Linked DNA regions of Sus scrofa: region 1 is linked to region 2. Evidence: chromatin contacts called from public targeted proximity ligation data. All regions are on one chromosome and are shown on one strand. The core of a region is the stretch at or near the end of the contact, and the rest is flanking DNA. Distances in the headings are between cores, read along the strand shown.

Region 1 (3,041 bases), core at 255-2,754, 170 kb after region 2:
GCTTTCATGTATTCTCACATGTGTTAAGGGGGGCAAGAATTCTTTTCTGACTTTACAGATGCGAAAACTGAGACTTGTGTATAGTCAGCAACTTAATCAGGGTTACATGGCTTGGGTGACAGAGCCAGACTTCAGATTAGTTTTGTGACTCTAGTTACAACACCTTCCCACCTCACCACAGTTCCTTCAACTTCACTCATTGGTACACCTCCTTTACACTTGGTACCGTGTTGCAGGCCACCGTGCATTATTGGCTTCATGTTCTTCTTCAAATAAACTCACTTTAAAAATTGACCTCAGGGGGGAAAAAAAAAAAAAGAAAAAGAAAAAAGAAAGGAGCTCCCTGGTGCTCAGTGGGTTAAGGATCTGGCATTGTCACTGCTGCGGCTCTGGTATAGCTGTGGCGCAGGTTTGATCCCTGGCTCTGAAGCGGAACTTCCACATGCCAAAAGTGTGGCAAAAAAAAAAAAAAAAAAATTTTTTTCACCACATTCTACACCATACATATACATGTGTGTACGTAAGTATATATTCCTATACGTAACTGCTAAAATTAGATATTTTTTCATTCTCCTCCCCTAAAGGCAATTCCCATAAGGCTGCGCAATTTGAGAAACTGCCCAAATGTCCCCCGCCCTCGCGGCATTGCTAACGATAGATCTTTATAGGCTGGTAGCCAAGTGGCTGCCCTTGTTGAAATGCTCTGCCAGTAGGATCACTCAGGGCTGCCACTGTCATTGTTAGGGCTGTGCCTCCAAATCACAGAATTACTGAATCAGGAGGGATAAGAGAGAGATCATGGAATCCAACTCCTAAAGGGCAGAACCTTATACAGCACACCCACTCAGAGCCCTCAAGATTAAGGGAGCACCATTCCAAGACAAAAAGAGGAACCAGATGTAGTCTTTGCTCCAGAAACTCGCAAAGCTTACAAACATAAACTACTGAAAACTAGAAGGAATAAGCAGAGGATCTGGAATCGTGGTTCCACCATGAACTTGGCATGCCTTTGAGCAAGTCTCTTCCGGTTTCTGAGCCTCAGTTTCCTTAAACAGAGGTGATAGTGTCTCCTCTTTTTACCTTTTAAGTCTGATAAATAAAAATTCAGAGTTTGGAAATGAGTGATATATCAAAATATCAATCAAATTAGATACAATTTTTGTCAATTGTTCCTCAATAAAGACAGCGCGGGGGGGGGAGACAAGTGTGAAAAATTCTCTGTAAGACAGTGTGTAAGTAATAGATAGGCAATGCCTAAACTCCTCCATAAAATATTTGCATTATAACTAGAGAAAGACTTTCTCCAGGTGGAACTAAGCACCAGAAACAGGCTGAGAAGACACTGGTGACCTGACCCAGCTTGCTGCCCCAAACCCTTTCAGAATCCTGATTTTGAGAGAGTTCAGGATCTGATTGTTACTCTTGCTTTGCTTTGAAACGCTCGTCTACTGGCTTTGAGCCCCACCTGCAAATTGCTGCATAGTGATGGGTCTTTACTGCCCTCTTGTGGTCACTTCTTGCCACAGTTGCACTGACTTTTGAAGCGGTGTGCGTGACAGCCAGAGGAAACCAGAGCCAAGCCTCACGATCAAGATTTTCCAGAGCCAGCAGAGGACTTAAAGCCCAAATTAAAACCATCTGCTGGAATCCAGAGCTTCTTGACGGGAAGGGGTAGTTTCGCTTGATTTTGCCCCAAGTAGGATAGGAATCCAAGCCTCTGCCTGCACTAACCCTGTTAAGACGGTTATCGCCTAGACTGTCCAGCTTGTCTGGAACAAATTCTGGAAATGAAAGCAGCTCAAAGGTCCCTTCTCCGCCCCCAAAACCCAAGGGTAGAAAGGTCCAGGACTAGAACTTGCCCTCCAACCCTCACCCCTGTAAAGCAACAGTTAACAGAGCACCTATTTTGTGAACTGGGAGGTGCAATGAGGAACAGGTAGCGTACAAAGTGAGATGGTTCCTGTCCCCAGCTCATAAGGCTCGCAAACATAAATGACCCAAGCACACTGCATACATACAATTAACGGATATGGGACCATCCGAGCAAGGGCCAGAAATCAAAGTGCTGTAGGGCTAGTGGGGAAAGAGAGCCTACTAACAAGCAGGGGAACAAGAGCTTCCTGAAGACAATGAGACTCAAGACAGTGAGACTCATTTAAAGAAATGAGCAGGACCTTACCTAGCAGACGTTAGCAAGATCACAATGATGCTGATAATAACTACATTTGGGGGAGCCAACTGTGTCCAGCGTGGCTAAAATTTGAGAGATGGCTCAGTTATTTAATCTCGACAGCGATACTGAGGTATTTTCCCTATTTAAGAGCCCAGGAAACCAAAGTTCAAGGCCATGTACAGCAAGTCTTGATGGCAAATATTGGAAGAATTAAAAGCAAAAGTTGTGTTTGGGTCAAAGAGTCTATTATTACTAGAGTATTGGGTGTACTTGGTCAGGTGCAGAAAGGAAAAGACAAGGGCATATGGGAGTGAGTTACGATGATGAGAAAGTATAGGAGCCCTGGAGTTCCTGCTGTGGCTCAGCAGAAACGAACCGAACTAGTATCTATGAGGATGTGGGTTCAATCCCTGGCCTCGCTCAGTGGGCTAAGGATCTGGCATTGCTGTGGCTGTGGTGTAGGCCGGCAGCTGTAGCTCCAATTAGACCCCTAGCCTGGGAACCTCCATATGCTGCAGGTGCGGCCTTAACATAAGAGAGAGAAAGAAACAAAACAAAACAGGCACCCTATGATAAGGGACTTTAAAGCCGCAAATGAATTTGGACTTAATGCTTTGGATAATGGAGAACATTCTGAGATTTCAAAGCAAAGGATTCTGCCCAGTGATGTACTTTAGGGTAATTCAGATGTGTGACGAGAGCTCCACAAGGCAGACACAAGGGGCAGGGAGGTCTATGAGGAGTCCTGAGGCAAGGGGAGTTTGGGCAAGGGGCAATGCAGAGGAATGAACCCTAAAGCCTCTACTGGAGAAACTGTTAAGACTGACCTGGGGTAATGTGATCTTAAAAAATGGTCACCAACAAGGAC
Region 2 (3,368 bases), core at 760-3,259:
CATTAGTGCAGCTGATCTTCACAACCCTGGCCCATTAAGGTGTGAATTCAAATTCCCATTTTACAGATGACATGGATAACTTTTATAATTTGTCTCTGAAGGGCATACTAGCCTATATTATCATTTTGAAGGCTTTTTTTTTTTCCTATTCTGCAACATTTCCACTTTTATTTCTACCCATTGATGTCACAGTTCTTGAAAGGATGCTTATCTAGATCATATGCAAAACAGAAATACTCATCTTGGAAAAAGCAAAAGGACCTTACCTACATTACAGAATTATTCTTCCATGTACTTCCCCACAATACCTATTTTACCTCTCACTTCTATGAAAAAAGGAAACAGACCCAACACGTTCTGAAAATCGACTTAGTATCGGGCACTGTATTACCCACCTCTATCTGTAATTTCATTTATTTCCCCACAACTACCCTGTTCTCTGGTTAAGAGTATTATTCCCATTTCACAGATAAGAAAACCAAAGCTGGGCAAGATTGAGTAACTTATTCAAAGTCACAGATTCACAAATCTAGCAAGAAGGATCGGAATTCAAATCCAGATCTCCCTCCAAGTCCACTATACCCATCTTCCTCTCAAATAAACATTTATAACTTCAATCACCAAAAAAATAAAAGCATCAAAGTGAATGTGCTTTTTTTAAAAAAAAAAAAAAAAAGCATACATCTAGTAAAATGTGAGCAAAAAAGTCACCAATTTAAACTAATGGTTGCTTGACAACCAGAAACAAATTAGACTACTGTTGGTCTACTGCTGAAGCCTAGTGATTCACCAGGCAAACACTAAAGGGAACAAACCTGCTCCAGAAACCAAACTATACTTAAGGTGACAACATCCCATTCAATTCAGCAACTGGCATGACCTTAGAATGACACCTGAAGGAATGAATTTGTCTTTGTTTCCAGCACAGCCAGAACACTATCTTTTGACAGTGCAAGATTTCATGCAGCATTAAAATGTTTCAGCAGGAGCTGTTGTGACTTCTCTAAGGAAAAAAAAAAAAAAAAACCACTGATTCCAAAATCACAGGTCACCAAACAGCCAAAAAAGATGGTTCTTTGGCGCAATCCTTTTGAGTAAGGGACACGGATGGGGGTTCAACCCCCAGTAGTAACTTTACACATCGAAGCACAATAAGAGATCCTAGATAGGCAAAAATTTACGGTGGTCAGCCTCCCCTGAATGCTAATTGTGCAATTTCTATTTCCTGATTTTGACGTATTACAGAAGGAAAATGCAGAAATACAATTTTTATAGGGATCTGCTGCCTCAAAATAGGGTCACATGAGGTCCTCTGATGGGCAGCCTGGGGAATACAAAGACGTCTGAAGCATCGTCAGTTTCTTGCAATTAAGATGGGATGACAAACACGGAAACATGTGCCCAGCTTACGTCATGGAACGGAAAGGGGTGGCGTCCTGCTGCGTCACGTCGACGTCACGCAGCGCACGAGGGAAGTTACACGGGGGAAGCAATTTCTCCAAGGGGCAATGTTCAAGAAAAACAAGTCGACTCGAACCCAAAGAATGACATCCCGCTCCAAAGGGGGACATCTAAAAGGGACCAGAGGCTCTTCCTTCTCCCAAATTGTACGATCCCCTCATCAGGCGGGAAGGAGGAAGGAGCTGAGCTTAATCAGGGACCAGGGGCGGGCTAGGCATGGAAAGAGCAGCCTCTGGCCTTGGGGGCTCGTTCTCTAGGGAGCCAGCATGATGGGAATGAACAGGGCATCTTTGGAACAGGGGCCTTCTCTATAGAAAGAGGAGGCGAGCCCTGGGCATATTTAAACCACTGTCCTTAGCACCACCTGTGCGACTCGGGATCCAACCTCCCCGCACCAGCCCCAGTCCAGGTACCTGGAGCTTAGTCCGATCGGTAACCGGCGACTACGTGGGGTACAGGTTACCCGAGCGCGCCCCCGACCGACGCACCAACCTGCGCGCGCACCGCGGGCCGGATGCGTGCGCGCCCCCCGGACGTCCCGCCCCGCCCCCTCTGCGGCCCAGGAGCCGGGCGGCGTGCGCGTCCCCGGCCGCGCCAGGCCAGGCGCTCGGAGAGGCGTCCCCGCAGTGCCTGAAAGTTCCTGCCTCGGCGCCTGCCTCGTGCGCGGCAAGCAGCACGGAGTCTGGACCGATCAGGAGGGCTCTGTAGCGGGAAGCTGTGCAGGGAGACAATTCCTGGAAGAACTGGGGGCAGTTGGTGGGCGGGGTTATTTCGGGCATTCAGGTGGGCGACCCGCACGGACGTCCTGCAAGGCCCGCGTCGTTAGGGAGCGTAGGAGTGGCGTCCCTGGTTACCGGGTCGGGCAAAGGTTAAAGGGCAGCCTCCTGGTTGGAGAGCGCCGACGTAGAGCAATGGCCGCGTCTGGGGAACCCGGGAGGCAGTGGCAGGAGCAGGTGGCGGCGGCAGTGGTGGTGGTGGGCTCCTGCATGACCGACCTGGTCAGGTTAGTCTGGGGCCAGTTTGCAGAAGCCGCTGCTCGCGGGAGGGACGGACCGTGTTCTCTCTTCTTACTGCCTTGGCACTGGGGCCTTGGGCATGGAGCCTGTTGGCTTTTGGTGTGAACTACAGGTTTCCCCAGGCCGCCCTGTGCCTCGATGGGAAGAGGCAGGTTTTGAGTCTGTGAAGGTAACTGTCAGATGAGGAAACAAAGGCCAGAGCGTAGTAAAAGCTCTCGTGTAACTAGAAGCGCCTCCAAAGACCTGTTCCTGTTTTCCGGACCAGGCTGTTGAACCTCTCCCCGGGCTAGCCAGTGACTTTAACCAAGTTATTTTACCTTCCAGAAGGTGCCCCCACCTCACTGGGCTGTTATGAAAGTGAAATGAACTAAAGTGTTTTGAGCCATAACACCATCCAGGTTGGGTATTATTCGTGGAACGTGTATAAAATGAGTGGAGCAGAGGTCAACAGGCCGTTCACTCTATTGATCGTTAGCATTCTTGCATTTCATATTTTCCGTTTATTTTTCAGTATTAGAGTAACTGTAGGTTACTTATGGCAAACCAAGTGTGAATCAAAATAAAAACCCATAAATACAATATCTATAATAGTAAAAAACAAAATCGGAGTTCTCTTGTGGTGTAGCGGGTTAAGGATCCAGCGTTGTCACTGCAGAGGCTTGGCCACTGCTGTGGCTCGCATTGGATCCCTGGCCCTGGCATGGACCAAAAAAAAAAAAAAAAAGGGATGAAATAAAATATGCTAGAAGGAAATCGGAAAATCGTTGAGCTAGGTCAGTGACATTGGATCTTTCCAATTTATTTTTTAATGAAAATGGCTTTTTTGATTGTAAAAGTAATATTTATTTATTGCGCTCTCTCCCTCTCTCATCTATATCCCAAGGAAATCCT

The links.
Region 1: a contact with region 2 is called in a targeted proximity ligation map of alveolar macrophages. A contact is called at or near these places in 1 of 5 promoter capture datasets (liver), 16 of 47 Hi-C or Micro-C datasets (alveolar macrophages, embryonic fibroblasts, fetal heart ventricle and 8 more) and 2 of 2 datasets of targeted methods (alveolar macrophages and skeletal muscle).

Annotation. Positions count from the first base shown.
Region 1 is chr3:111,496,222-111,499,262 of Sscrofa11.1, forward strand. No RefSeq gene overlaps it. Among named protein-coding and RNA genes, the nearest start is that of SUPT7L, 34 kb to the right of the region's middle.
Region 2 is chr3:111,326,405-111,329,772 of Sscrofa11.1, forward strand. BABAM2 (BRCA1-A complex subunit BRE) reads right to left here and starts at 2,010. Exons shown (of 12, transcript XM_021088348.1): 1 at 1,875-2,010. RBKS (ribokinase) reads left to right here and starts at 2,372. Exons shown (of 8, transcript NM_001315776.1): 1 at 2,372-2,464. The coding sequence starts at 2,373.